2 separate regions of the Xenopus tropicalis genome follow, and region 2 is linked to region 1. A link is a contact called in public Hi-C data. All regions are on one chromosome and are shown on one strand. The core of a region is the stretch at or near the end of the contact, and the rest is flanking DNA. Distances in the headings are between cores, read along the strand shown.

Evidence for each region. A called contact is a pair of places that touch in the nucleus more often than the background predicts.
Region 2: a Hi-C map of liver shows a contact between it and region 1, with 2.8 times the contacts expected there. The contact joins the promoter of LOC100145789 here to the enhancer-like site in region 1. A contact is called at or near these places in 2 of 5 Hi-C or Micro-C datasets (brain and liver).

The regions. Positions count from the first base shown.
Region 1 is chr6:112,856,911-112,862,798 of UCB_Xtro_10.0, forward strand. It overlaps a transcript of mapre2 not described here. Among named protein-coding and RNA genes, the nearest start is that of mapre2, 26 kb to the right of the region's middle. Within about 2 kb of position 4,066, at least 1 of the 11 cell types and tissues checked has an H3K27ac peak or open chromatin away from gene starts, as enhancers often do. A contact at or near this core is called in liver, where this site is marked.
Region 2 is chr6:112,957,999-112,964,206 of UCB_Xtro_10.0, forward strand. LOC100145789 reads right to left here and starts at 2,603. Exons shown (of 10, transcript NM_001127151.1): 1 at 2,521-2,603. The coding sequence starts at 2,577.

The sequences.
Region 1 (5,888 bases), core at 2,816-5,315:
TTTTTAATGCCTAACTTGGTGGCAAGTTTTGGTTGAATAAAAACAAGATTTCCTACCACATAAACCCTCCTGTAAGCTGATAGTGTGCATAGAGGCTGTCTAATAGCCAATAGCCCTTATTTGGCACCTCTGTGAACTTTTATGATGCTTGTTTTGTTCCCCAAGTGTTTTTACATTTGACTGTGGCTCATGAGTAAGAAAGGCTGGGATCCCTGCTATAAGGACAAGATCTTTGAATTCCATAATAGAAGTTAGCCTGAATAGAAGAAGGCTGGGGACCCCTGCTATAGAATGTAAGTGGTAGTAGTTTCAGGGCTATACTTCCATAGAAAGAATAAGAACTGTGGCGTTGTTACATAGATCTTCAACTCAGACTCCTCAGTTTGTGGTACCTCCGACTCCAGTTACCCAAAGTTGCTATTGTCTGACTCTGGAAAGAATGTTCTCATATCTTAGAGAAACAGTAACAGCAAAATATCAAAGTGTATCAAAATAATTATATTATGTACTATTGTCCGGCACTTTTAAAAGATATGTGTTTGCTTCAGGGCCGCGCCAGGACAAATCTCAGTTGTCACGGGCAACTAATCTCCTTGCAATGCCATCCCACTGGCATACGTTGCGCCACAATTTGCCGAAGTCGCCAAAGTTTCCTCTCAAGGCAACTTCGGTGACTTAATCAAATCGTGCCGCCGCATATGCCATCCCACCTGCTAGAATGTAAATCGCCGGTGGGATGGCATACGCGGCGCCGCAATTTGGCATTGTGGGGAGGTTAGTCGCCCGCGACAACGAAGATTTGTCGCACGGCGACTAATCTCCCCGTGTGTCACTGATCTCAAAAAGCTTACTGTAGTTTATATAAACAAAGCTGCTGTGTATTCATGGGGGCAGCTATTTAAATTGAAAAAAGTAGAAAAGACACAGGTTACATAGCTGTGCAGCTGTGTTGCTAGCCATTGTATTCTAGCCTGTGCCTTTTTTCCAACTTAAATGGCAGCCCCAGTGGCTACAAAGCAACTTTGTTTATACAAACTATAGAAGTCTTTCTAAAGCAAACAAAAAAAACTTTTACCAGTGAGGGGCAACAGTTCATTATATTTTAAATACTTTTTTCATTTTTGGTGTTACTGTTCCTTTACGAAACAGCAGCGCATTATATGCATTATATATTTATTGAAACAATGTAGCAGAAGTCAGCTGATTAATAGACCTGTGAAGAAGCATGCTAGGCATTGTGCAAACTGGAGTTTGGCATCTGATACACGGTTTTGAGGACCAGAGCAGAAATGGACAGGTACTGCTTTCAATTGAAATCATTGAAAAAAAGTAATTATTGTATATTGGAAAGTTGCTTAATATTATATTTTCTTTTAACTTACCCATGCTGACTAATGCGTGTGTTCAGACATCAACAGCTCCAAACATACATTATTGTAGGCCTGAAATGAAAAAACAGTTATTTTTATTAGGACTATTTCTGTACCATAAACACGTTTAGGTCCCTATGTTGCCTGGGATGGGCACTGGGTTCAACAGCCATTTTTTATCTATACACTCACATATATAAACTACATATACCAATATATTAAGTAGCTAACTTATAACTAAACTAAATAATTAACTAAACTAAACAACTAATTAATACTAACTAGCTGTAGATCTTCAGATAACAATAGCCTTTGATATTATTCTTGTTCAAGAATTCTTCCAAGCCATTCTTATTGGACATTGATAGAATCCCAACGTCATCCAGCAGAGTACTCCACAACCTCACTGCTCTGACTGTGAAGAAACACCTAAGCTGCTTCAAATGAAAGTTCCATTTCTCAGGTCTAAGGCTAATGCCACACGTTGTGTATGGCGTATATTTTCAGCAGGCCGAAAAACGCTTGCCAAAAACACAAGCCATACGCTCCTACATGTACCTGCATACGAATAAATGCAAGACTTTGCATTTTCCTGCGTTTTTATGCAGATATCGGCTACTTGTGCCTGCACCCAAGCGTATTCAATTCATTTGGGTGCAGGCACAGGTAGGAGTGTATGGCATGTGTTCTCACCACGCGTTTTTCAGCTTGCCGAAATTATGCGCCATACACAGTACTTGATTCCAACCAAGATATAATTAATCCTTATTGGAGCCAAAACAATCCTATTGGGCTTAATTACTGTTTATATATTTTTGTAGCAGGCTGAAGATAGGAGATCCATATTATGGAAAGACCCCTTATGCGGAAAAACCCAGGTCCCAAGCATTCTGGATAACGTGTCCCATACCTGTACAATCATCCATTTATAAATATATATTTTTATATAATTAGGAAAATAGGATGAAGGCAGTGGTTGTGCAGGAATCTGTTTCTGTGTAAAAAAACAAGAATGCCATGACGGGGAAGATTCACTATGGTGTTACTAGCATATTATTTTTATAAATCTGATAATTCTTTGTCATTTGATGTTTCCCTGGGAAACCTTCAGTACCACAAGGTTTTACGTACAGTAAATTTAGCAGAATCTATGTGTGCTTCCTGCAGAAGTGGAAACAGATTAATTCTTTGTGATAGAATTGTGTCTGCTTGTTATGCTTTAGTAGATACTGGCCACACATACAGTGACACTTCTAGTTTGTTATATCTGCTCTATACTATAAGATCTAGAGGTGTGCAGTGTTGCTCTCTTTGCTATTTTAGAAAAAGAACTGAATTATTGCTACAGTTCTACATATGTCATAATGCACAGTAGTATGTGGCTGATACTACTGGGTGCTTTACTATGCGGCAGCAGTGTGGATCTGTTAGTTTTGTCTGTGTTTGGTTGCATGTGCCTAACTGGTGTGGCCTGTGTATTCTATTGTGGTGGAGCCTGGTAACTGGGCCAGCTGCAGGAAGCTTTTCATACTCCTTCCCTTGACATTGAGGGAATGTACAACGTAGAGCCAACTAAGTTTCATGTCAGTAGTATAATTAAAGGGCAAACAGTGCATGTTTAAGCTATTAGTCAAGCAATAAGTCCTTTGTGGGCCTAAGTAAATGAGGTATTTTACATAACTGACATATTTGTAATTTGGCAAACCTGAATGCTAATTGCAGTCTAGGCTGACTTACAGCACTGCAATATTAAAACAAAGCAGTCAGTGCTGCATACCAGTATTAGAGGAATTTCTTGATATGGTTTATGAACTTTTAATAACTTCAGTCATTTTGGAGTTGGATGTTTGAACCTCAAGCTGTGTTTTTTAAATGTGCAAATAAAGGTTGATCATATTAATACCAACTGTTGCTGCTTTTTATGCTGACCCGGAGTGCACTGCCAATGTGTGAAGTTTTGTGACGAGATTTGTTCCCTGGCTACGAACTCGGGGCGGGAGCACCCTGGTCAATAGGACCATTTGGTAAGCATAATGCTTTCTTTTTTGGAAGTGGGTTCTCCCTGGCCGTGAGTTTTTTCACCTGAGTGCAGGGTCCGGGGCAGGTTGCACCTGGACCAGAGGATATGAGCGGTGAGCAGTTTTTATGTGGGGGAACCTGTATTGCTTTTTCCAGACAGGCACCTGTATTTTTAAACTAATTTCTACGTTTAAACTAGCCCTTAAACTGTGTGCTGTGGATGTATAATTTTTTCGTGTGGACGTTGAAGTGCTTTAGGTGTTGCTGAACTGCAGTCCACAGAATCCACTGCTAGCCCAGTGCAGCCACAGCCCAATGGTCTTGGCCTGGCTCTTATTGGGTAAAAGGTATAAAGCTTTATTTACAGCCTCCTTTCCTTCTTGGTTTCCTAGGGCAGCACTTGAGGAGCATTTGTAGCTCTTTTAAAGAAACATTTACATGTGATTCAAAGTGTGGCTCTTAGGTTCAATATATATTCCAATATATTTTCTTAATTTGCTAGTTGTGAAATGTATTATTTTTAATGGAATTTTGTATTCCAGTCATGTGAGAGTTGAAAAAAAGTTATTTATCCAATGAAAACCATCCTTTTGCAGAGTGTGGTTTATTTTGTGCATTAACACATTTCCAGCAACTATGTAGAAACCCATTTCAAAAGCTTGTAGCTTGCAGGTCACTGCTGTGTTACCTTGTTTCCTCCTTGTCACGTTGCCTAATATGAGTGCCACTCTAATGGGGCTGGCACGGTATCCTGTTTTACACTGTACAGCTATATATATATATAGCTCAGGATAAAATGTGACCTCTGTGACTAAATTTAGCAGTGATGGTACCTTTAGCCAATATGCAAATATAACTCTGTACTTACACAATACTTTTAAAAGTTAGCCACCATTTTCTGTCATGCTGAGGAATCACGTGGCCTGGAAATTTTACATTTTACAATTGGAATTTTATTTCACACGTTTATTTTTATAGATTCTCTCCAAAACAGAAGAGAAAAAAGTATCTAGTGGTAGACAATATAGTAAAGAAAGTTATCACAATTTGATAACACATTTAGTATCCTTGGTTCTTTATTGACCCACTGGTGGAACCTTTTGCAGTAGTGTTTTTGGAAAACATAAGTGTGCACATGGAGATTGAGTAATATTTGACTGTTGCTTTCTACGAAACAGCCAAGCCTGGATCAGGTTAGCTGGGAAGCAACAATGAACAGCAAATTTGGTAGATATTAATATTGTGAGAATGTTCACAGATATTTTCTGCAATATTTGGTTTGATGGTCAACATTTATATCATGCTAAGAAAGATTTTTACCCCAAAAGATTAACAAAACTGATAGCTCCCCCAGTTGCGTACTTTGTTCCTTACAATTGCGGCCAGAACACCCCCCCCCTGAGCTCATGCGCACACGCACATCACATCCCTTTATTTCTATTTGAAGCACAAGTAATACAGAGAGCAGATCTGGGCCACAAGGGCCCACCAGGTTTTTTGCCGGTGTCCCTTGTCAATCTTGGCCCAGTCCAACCCTTATCGTATTCACTTACCTCAGACCCCGGGCTGGTGCTCCTATTAGCAGAAAACTGCACTGGCTTGGGCTTCTTTTCAGTGAACATCACAGAGTGACCCTCTTCCTGCTTTTTTCTTCAAGCGGGTGTGCATGTGCATTAGGGTGAAAAGCCGAACTTCAACAAAGAACTCTACTGCTCAATGCATCAGCCATGGGGTAACACAGAAAGAAGAAGCAGGAGAAAGAGAAAATTTTAAATCACTGGGATGCCAAATGTTAGGTATCCCACAGTGATTATTATCACTCACCTGTGCCAGTGCTCATATCAAAAGAAAACTGCACTGACCAGAATACTTTTCAGTGAGCACCACAGATCTATCCTTTACCTGCTTTTTGCTTCTTTGCGCCAGGTGCACATGCACAGTAGAGTAACAAAAAGTTAAGGAAAAGGCCATCTTAGCTTGTTCTAGGGGTGAAACAAAAGGTAAACAGACCCTGCGACTACTGGGGCCATGAAACAAACAGTTTCCAAATATAGTTTGGGGGGCCATAAAATGGTTTTGCTGTGGCTCTCAACAGGGCAGATTGCCTAGACAGTGTCACACCCCTAACGCCATGCTTACCTTCTGCACTAGGGGCAAGTAGGGGCCTCCTAGCTATTGCAGAGAGTGCCCTCTGCTCTAGAAGAGATGAAATTCTGCTATAAATTTACTAGAGGAGTTTAAAGGAGAAAGAAAGGTAAAAACTAAGTAAGCTTTATCAGAAAGGTCTATGTAAATACAGCCATAAGCACTCACAGAAATGCTGCACTGACTTCACTTTGAAAAGATTTCTTGTGTCTGTAATTCATGTGCCAGAGACAGGCAGGTCTCTGCTGTCTCCTCTCTCCTGCTCCCCCCTCCCTCAAGAATGCTAAGAACTCACCCCCCCCCCTTAGGAATGTGGATCTGAGCCAATCAGCAGGAAGCTGACTCTTAGGGGCT
Region 2 (6,208 bases), core at 1,353-3,852, 100 kb after region 1:
GATGGTAGATGAAGATGAATTTGGGAGCGGCCCAGGGCACTGGAGGGTCTGGTTGCGGGTGGCCTAATTTGCACACAAAGGACAGAGGGTGCTAGTATGGAGGGACCCATTTTTAAATCTGACATGGGGGTAGACATATTGTTAGTTTCTCAGGGGCCCTCATCTATGTGACTTGTGCTTTGATAACTGCAAGCTGGAGTGATTTCACTGCCGCTCCCAGCAGACAATTAGCCTTCATCTACCTAAGGGGCCTGTAGCTTACACTAACAATCAACTTGGGCCCAGCTTAAATAAGTGCAAGGGATAACTGTTTAAAGACTAAAAATGGCAGGGGTGATCTGTAAACAGTAACCTGGGCCATTGCATTTTATAAAGAAGAGGCACAATGACCAAAGGTACTACATGACATTGAAATACAAAGGATAACTGTAAGGCTCTGCTGGGATTTGAGCCAGAAATCTCTAGGTTTCTGGCTGCTTTCCCTGTGCACTAGGCCATGTGAGCAGCTAGCAGGCTTGCTTATTACCTTTCACCTGGCAAGAGATAATTATAACATAGTGGGGCTCATTTATAAACACTGGGCAAATCTGCACCTGAGCAGTAACCAATAACAACCAATTAAATGTGTGGTTTTATTGTTCAACCTGCAGCTGGCTGAAAAAAGGGCAAATTTGCCTAGTGTTTATAATTGACCCCCACAGTGTGTTTATATACTTGTACCATTTTTACTGTGCGGGGTACTCCTGACTTTAATACATGAACACAAATATCCTAAATGTGGAGCTATTTTAATTTTTTTGGCCAGAGGTACCTTTAAATAAAAATCCTATCTTGTTATCATAACACCCTCAGAAAAAGTTGATGACAAAGTATATGCAAAGTAAATTATTCATAAACAAATACACAGCAATAACCTACATATCTGGTAAATAGGATGTCTTGCAACATTATTCATATCCTTGACCCAGACTTTTTGTCAGAAACAACTCTATTGTGTGGTATATCTATACCTCCATATAAAAAGCTTAAATAGTATTACTTGTAGTTCCATTTTAATCAGGTGTCAGATGATAAGGGTTAATACTCCAAACCCTGTGTTATCCATACTAAGATAGGAGACAATAGTATAATCTTGCCAAGGTTATTGACTGTTTACTAAGCGATGATCTCACACTAAAGGTTTAGCATTAACTGACATTTGTACCAGGAGGCGCAGTCTGATGAACACTGATAACAACTATAAATCAGGCGACAGAATTATTGTTGCTGCCAAAAGCATAAGGTCTCCCCAGTGTCCACCCTCCACATTCCCAAAGACAGACTTTTTTTAATGAAAGCAAAAGGGCCATAAAATTGAGATAATATATTTGTACATATTGATTCCCATGTTATTAATGCCATTAAATTATTATTATTTAAAGCCACATAGATAAATATGTTAAGTTGCCCAACTGAGTATTATCTCTGAAATCAAAGCAATAATTAGTTGCCAAGAACCACAGATACCACCGTCACTGATAACTCTTGCTCTAAATTCACCTGCTAATAAAGCTGATGTGTAGCACTACCAACTACAATTTCAACTTTTCTGGGCAAAAATTACAGCCTTCCTTTTTTTTTATCTTTGTGCCCTATTAATAATTAATATTATAAATTACCTTTTCCCAGGAGATATACTGATCAGTCAAATTAACTGAAATTATCACTATCAGATAATACATATTATATATTAAAACCTCACCACAATGTTCCTTAACCATCTTTGATCCACAAGCATGTAAATACAAACTAGAACTAGAGCAGATGAAATATAATCTTCATTAGTAAATAAATTATGTGTTCAGGTATCAGTAACAATACAGAAGCGTCTATGTTTAGATCAGTAAAGTTCAACTGGAACTCTTTCAAGTAGTGCAGAACAACTTTCAACACTGATCAACAGTTAATGCCTGTGGTTGGATCTTAAAACCTCTCGGACCCCAAAAGGGCTGTGATATGATAATACGTAGCTCCAAAAGAGTTGCAATTCACCTTGAATAGCCCTTTAGATTATGACTAACAACTAACCCCCTCTACTAGATAAACAACTGACCCACACTTTTCAAAAAATATATCCCTAATTTGCAAATTCTGTTCATCATAAAGCATCAGTGTACTCCCCAGGCTGTTATAGCTAGGGGCACCTCCTGCATATTTGCTAGCCGCTCAGCTCTGAAGTACCTTAAAGCCTGCCCAATCCTCGGCTGCTGAAATAGAAAACTTTTTACAAGTGCCAGTAAAACCATGCACTTCTGCAGATACAGTGGCCGTTGTATTTGCAGAAGTGCACAATCCTACCGGTACATGCGAAAAGCTTTCTGTTACAGCAGACAATGTTGCGACAGGATTTTAGGTGCAGGTGGAAATAATTGTTGGTCCTTATTTGGTATTTGTAGCCAATCATTTTGTATTAACATAAAACATTTACTGGCACATTAGACTAACCACACAAATATATACTTTCTGTTGCAACATTTTTACCTTGTAGTTATCAAAACCAGCAAGTTGATCTGGCGTTATATAGCGGTGGTTAAACATGATGGTTCTGTTATTCTTCTTTTCATTTAGTGTTTGCTCTTGTTTTCCTTTCCCCCAGGTAAGAGATGCAGGTACTGTAGCTAGGCAGCAACTGGCAAGAACAGCTATAATGCGAATGTGTGCCTATGTGCATGGGTTTTTCATTCTCTCCTAAGCTATCTTATCTATTAAGGAAACAGCTCTTGTAATCACTCCCTACTCAGGTATCGCCATGCGTTTCCTCACAGACTACAAAACAGAGTGAAAAGAGCCAAAGCTACAAAACTGTTCTCCTCATAATCAGCTTAACCTTTTAATTCAGTTTTACAATTTATAGTACATTTTTTTCTAAAGGCAAAAAGTATGAAACAGACACAAGAAATGATTTCGTAAAGAAACTGCATACAAAATGTCACATGATAAAGGAACACACTTCTAAAAAGAAATACAAGGTAAAAAAATGAATAACTTACCTGACTAAACAGAGGTGGGAGGTGTTTTAGGGGATAGCATAAATGGTGCACACCCAGAAATACTATCAGGTAAAATGTTCATCAGTACATCTAGCTTCTCAGCAATCAAAAAGATACTCACATATATTTGTGCCTACAAACAAATCAATGAACAATGGGCATATTTGTCCCTTGGCATTAACCCACAGCAAACAAATAGCAATTAGCCTTGTCATTCCAACTGCTGGTACAACAATGACAGCAGAAATGTATTTAGGTATCATGGGTTACTGCCCAGGTGCTACCAGCTCAATAAATACGTTATGTTATTATAGCGTTTAAACCGATATTTAACTCTTTGTTGCCAATCACATAGCTCCCAGTTGCTGGCATACTTAAGACTGTAAGGTGCCCATTCACTAAGGTTATCTGAGAAAAGTATGGTTTTTTTATGTTTTGGTTTTTTTTGACTGACAAAACGTATGCTAGCTGGCAACAACCATTGAGTCCTATGGAGGCTTAGAATAGTAAAGGAATAGAGTAGTCAGTGACGGCCTGTCCTTGACACATTTTTAAGGGGAATTTAATTCTACCATTGTTTTCTATTTCACCCAATTTCAAGGGGAAATTAATCCCACCGTTGTTTTCTATTTCACACACTTTCAAGGGGAAGTTAATCCCATCATTGTTTTCTATTTCACCCAGTTTCAAGTGAAACTTAAACACATTATTGTTTTCCAAGAAGAGTGCCAATGCTCCTAAAAAGGCTGCTGGAGCAATTTCTGTTTGGGAAAAATAAAGAATATTCATGGAAATTAATAGCCATTTAAAAAATTTCACCAATTTCTCAAATTTTTTGGCTCAAAAAAATCTCGATTTTCAGATAAAAAAACTAAATTTTTTCATTCAACCCTACCAACATTTAATAAATGCAAGAATGATCATGTTTTATTTAAAAAAAGTACAGTTTTTACAAGTTTCAAGGCCAGTAAAATTCTAGTTTTAGTAAATCTGGCCCTTAACGTAAAAAAAAAAGTATTAGCTACATTCTTTGGCAAGAGTTGCTTGTGCAGAGCGTCAGGATAAATCACAACCCCCTGGACAACAAGCCACCTGGTCCTGACATAATCATTGTGTTGGATGAACACTAAACAACATACACATTGCAATGACATGTCTGCTATTTGGGTATTTAAATGCTGCCGAACTTTATGTTGTGCAAAACGATCCACCTTGTATAGACACACGTTTACATGCACACTAATTTACATACAAACACTTTTCTAAACACACACTTCATGGTTATTCTCATACACACACAATGTATGTGTGTACACACATACAATGAACAAACACATGTACACATTTTTTCTTCCTTTTATTTCTTACTGTTTTGTATCTTGCTTTCCCTCTAAAAACTGTTTATTTGCAGTGTGACTAGTGCATCAGGAATATTAACTACTAATTATACAGCAGTTGCATTTTTAATCCTGCATTGTTGTTCACATGCCCTATTTTTCAGAATGCTCTTGGAATTCATATTTACGTTTTTTGTAAACTGATAAAATGTGGGAGATAAGATTCCCCTGGGCTGTTTCATGTGTCTGTTTTGGATTTGCAGAATGTGTATTCTCAAAAATAAATAGTTTTCTGGGGCCAACTCAGGATTTGGGGCTTTTACCACATGTAAAATGCACTGGATTTTCATTTTTTAATTTTGGTCCCTCTACATACCACATTTTTTAGTAACTCTATGGATATTGGGCATCAAACTTTTCACAAGACCTGTAGCATCTATATGTAATGCTGGTATTTAGGTTAGAGCATGGGTTACATATAGCTTCGCTATATGGAAGGAAATTTGCTAGATGGTGTTGTTGAACTACCACCCACAGTGGGATGTCAGGAGTGTCACTCAAACCTCAAATTATCTTCAAACCCTTATAGTCCTTATATAGACTGTCGTCCAACCTAATTTATGATTAAACTGTTTTTAATTTTCCTTTGTTCTAAAGTTGATGATTGATTAACCAATCTCTCTTGAATATTCTTGACTTCACCTTTCACCTTTTTCTTGCTTTACGTCTCCTATAATCCCCTTTCCTCCCTTTTCAAATGATGATAATAATGTATATTTGGCACTGTGCTATTCATCTTGTACTTTGAGCAAATTTACATTGAGTTATACTTTACACATATGTCCCATTTAAAGATACAACAAATCCAGGATCTGATTTGAATTTAGCCCAAATCCCAGCACTTTTTCACCCGCACCTCTGGTGGGGGAAACAATATAGGGTAATAGGTGCCCTTTAAGTGGAGCACATGCTCATAATGGGCGCTTCTTGTGGCGCACTTGTTGACATTACGTGCATGCTCATAACGAGAGAAAGTTGTGGCATAATTTTCTGTGCCACAACATGGCTGCCTGCACCAGGATCACCATAATGTTGTAGGTGGCCTACTGCTGGGGGGGGGGGGGCAATTAAAAAAATTGTTCCCCCAAAACCTTTAGTTTGCTCTGGTGAGGGAGAAAGTAACAGGTGCCCTTTAATAAAAAACTGATGTATTCTCTGCATCCATATCTATCATCTTTCATTTTAGAATCACCTCTTGTAGATTATGTTGTCTTTTTTTCTGACAGAACCACTATCCCACTCCTTGAGTCTATTCTGGCTCCTAGGAAGATGACCTTCTGAGTGGGTACAAGCTGACTCTTCAAAAAATGTAGGCACCAGCCATATTATTCCAGCACCTGGATCACACTGTGCCTTTTGTCCAGAGGGTCTCTGGGGACCACCACCTTCAGAATCACTGCTTGGATTTTCATTAGATGAGTACTGTTTCCTTATCTTGTTATCTTTTTGGTCAACTCATCTTAAAACTTAAAAACAAATACTTATTTTTATAAAAATCATATTATAGGGCAATATGAAGTTACTTCAAATTGACTCAAGAACCTATATAACTGTGAAGCAGAAGTAATTCCTTCCTGGCTTATAATTCACTTTAGCTCCAGTGCACTTGCTCCCCTTCCCAACTGAATCACAGACAGCGTCCTGCACAATTACGTAGGGGCCCATCCATTAAACCACAAATTTCGGATTGTTAAAAGCACAATTGGAAAAATTTCGTAGTAACCATGATAATTTCTGATGTGCGTAAATTGCACGAAAATTTGTGTCGTGGTCGTACGTAAA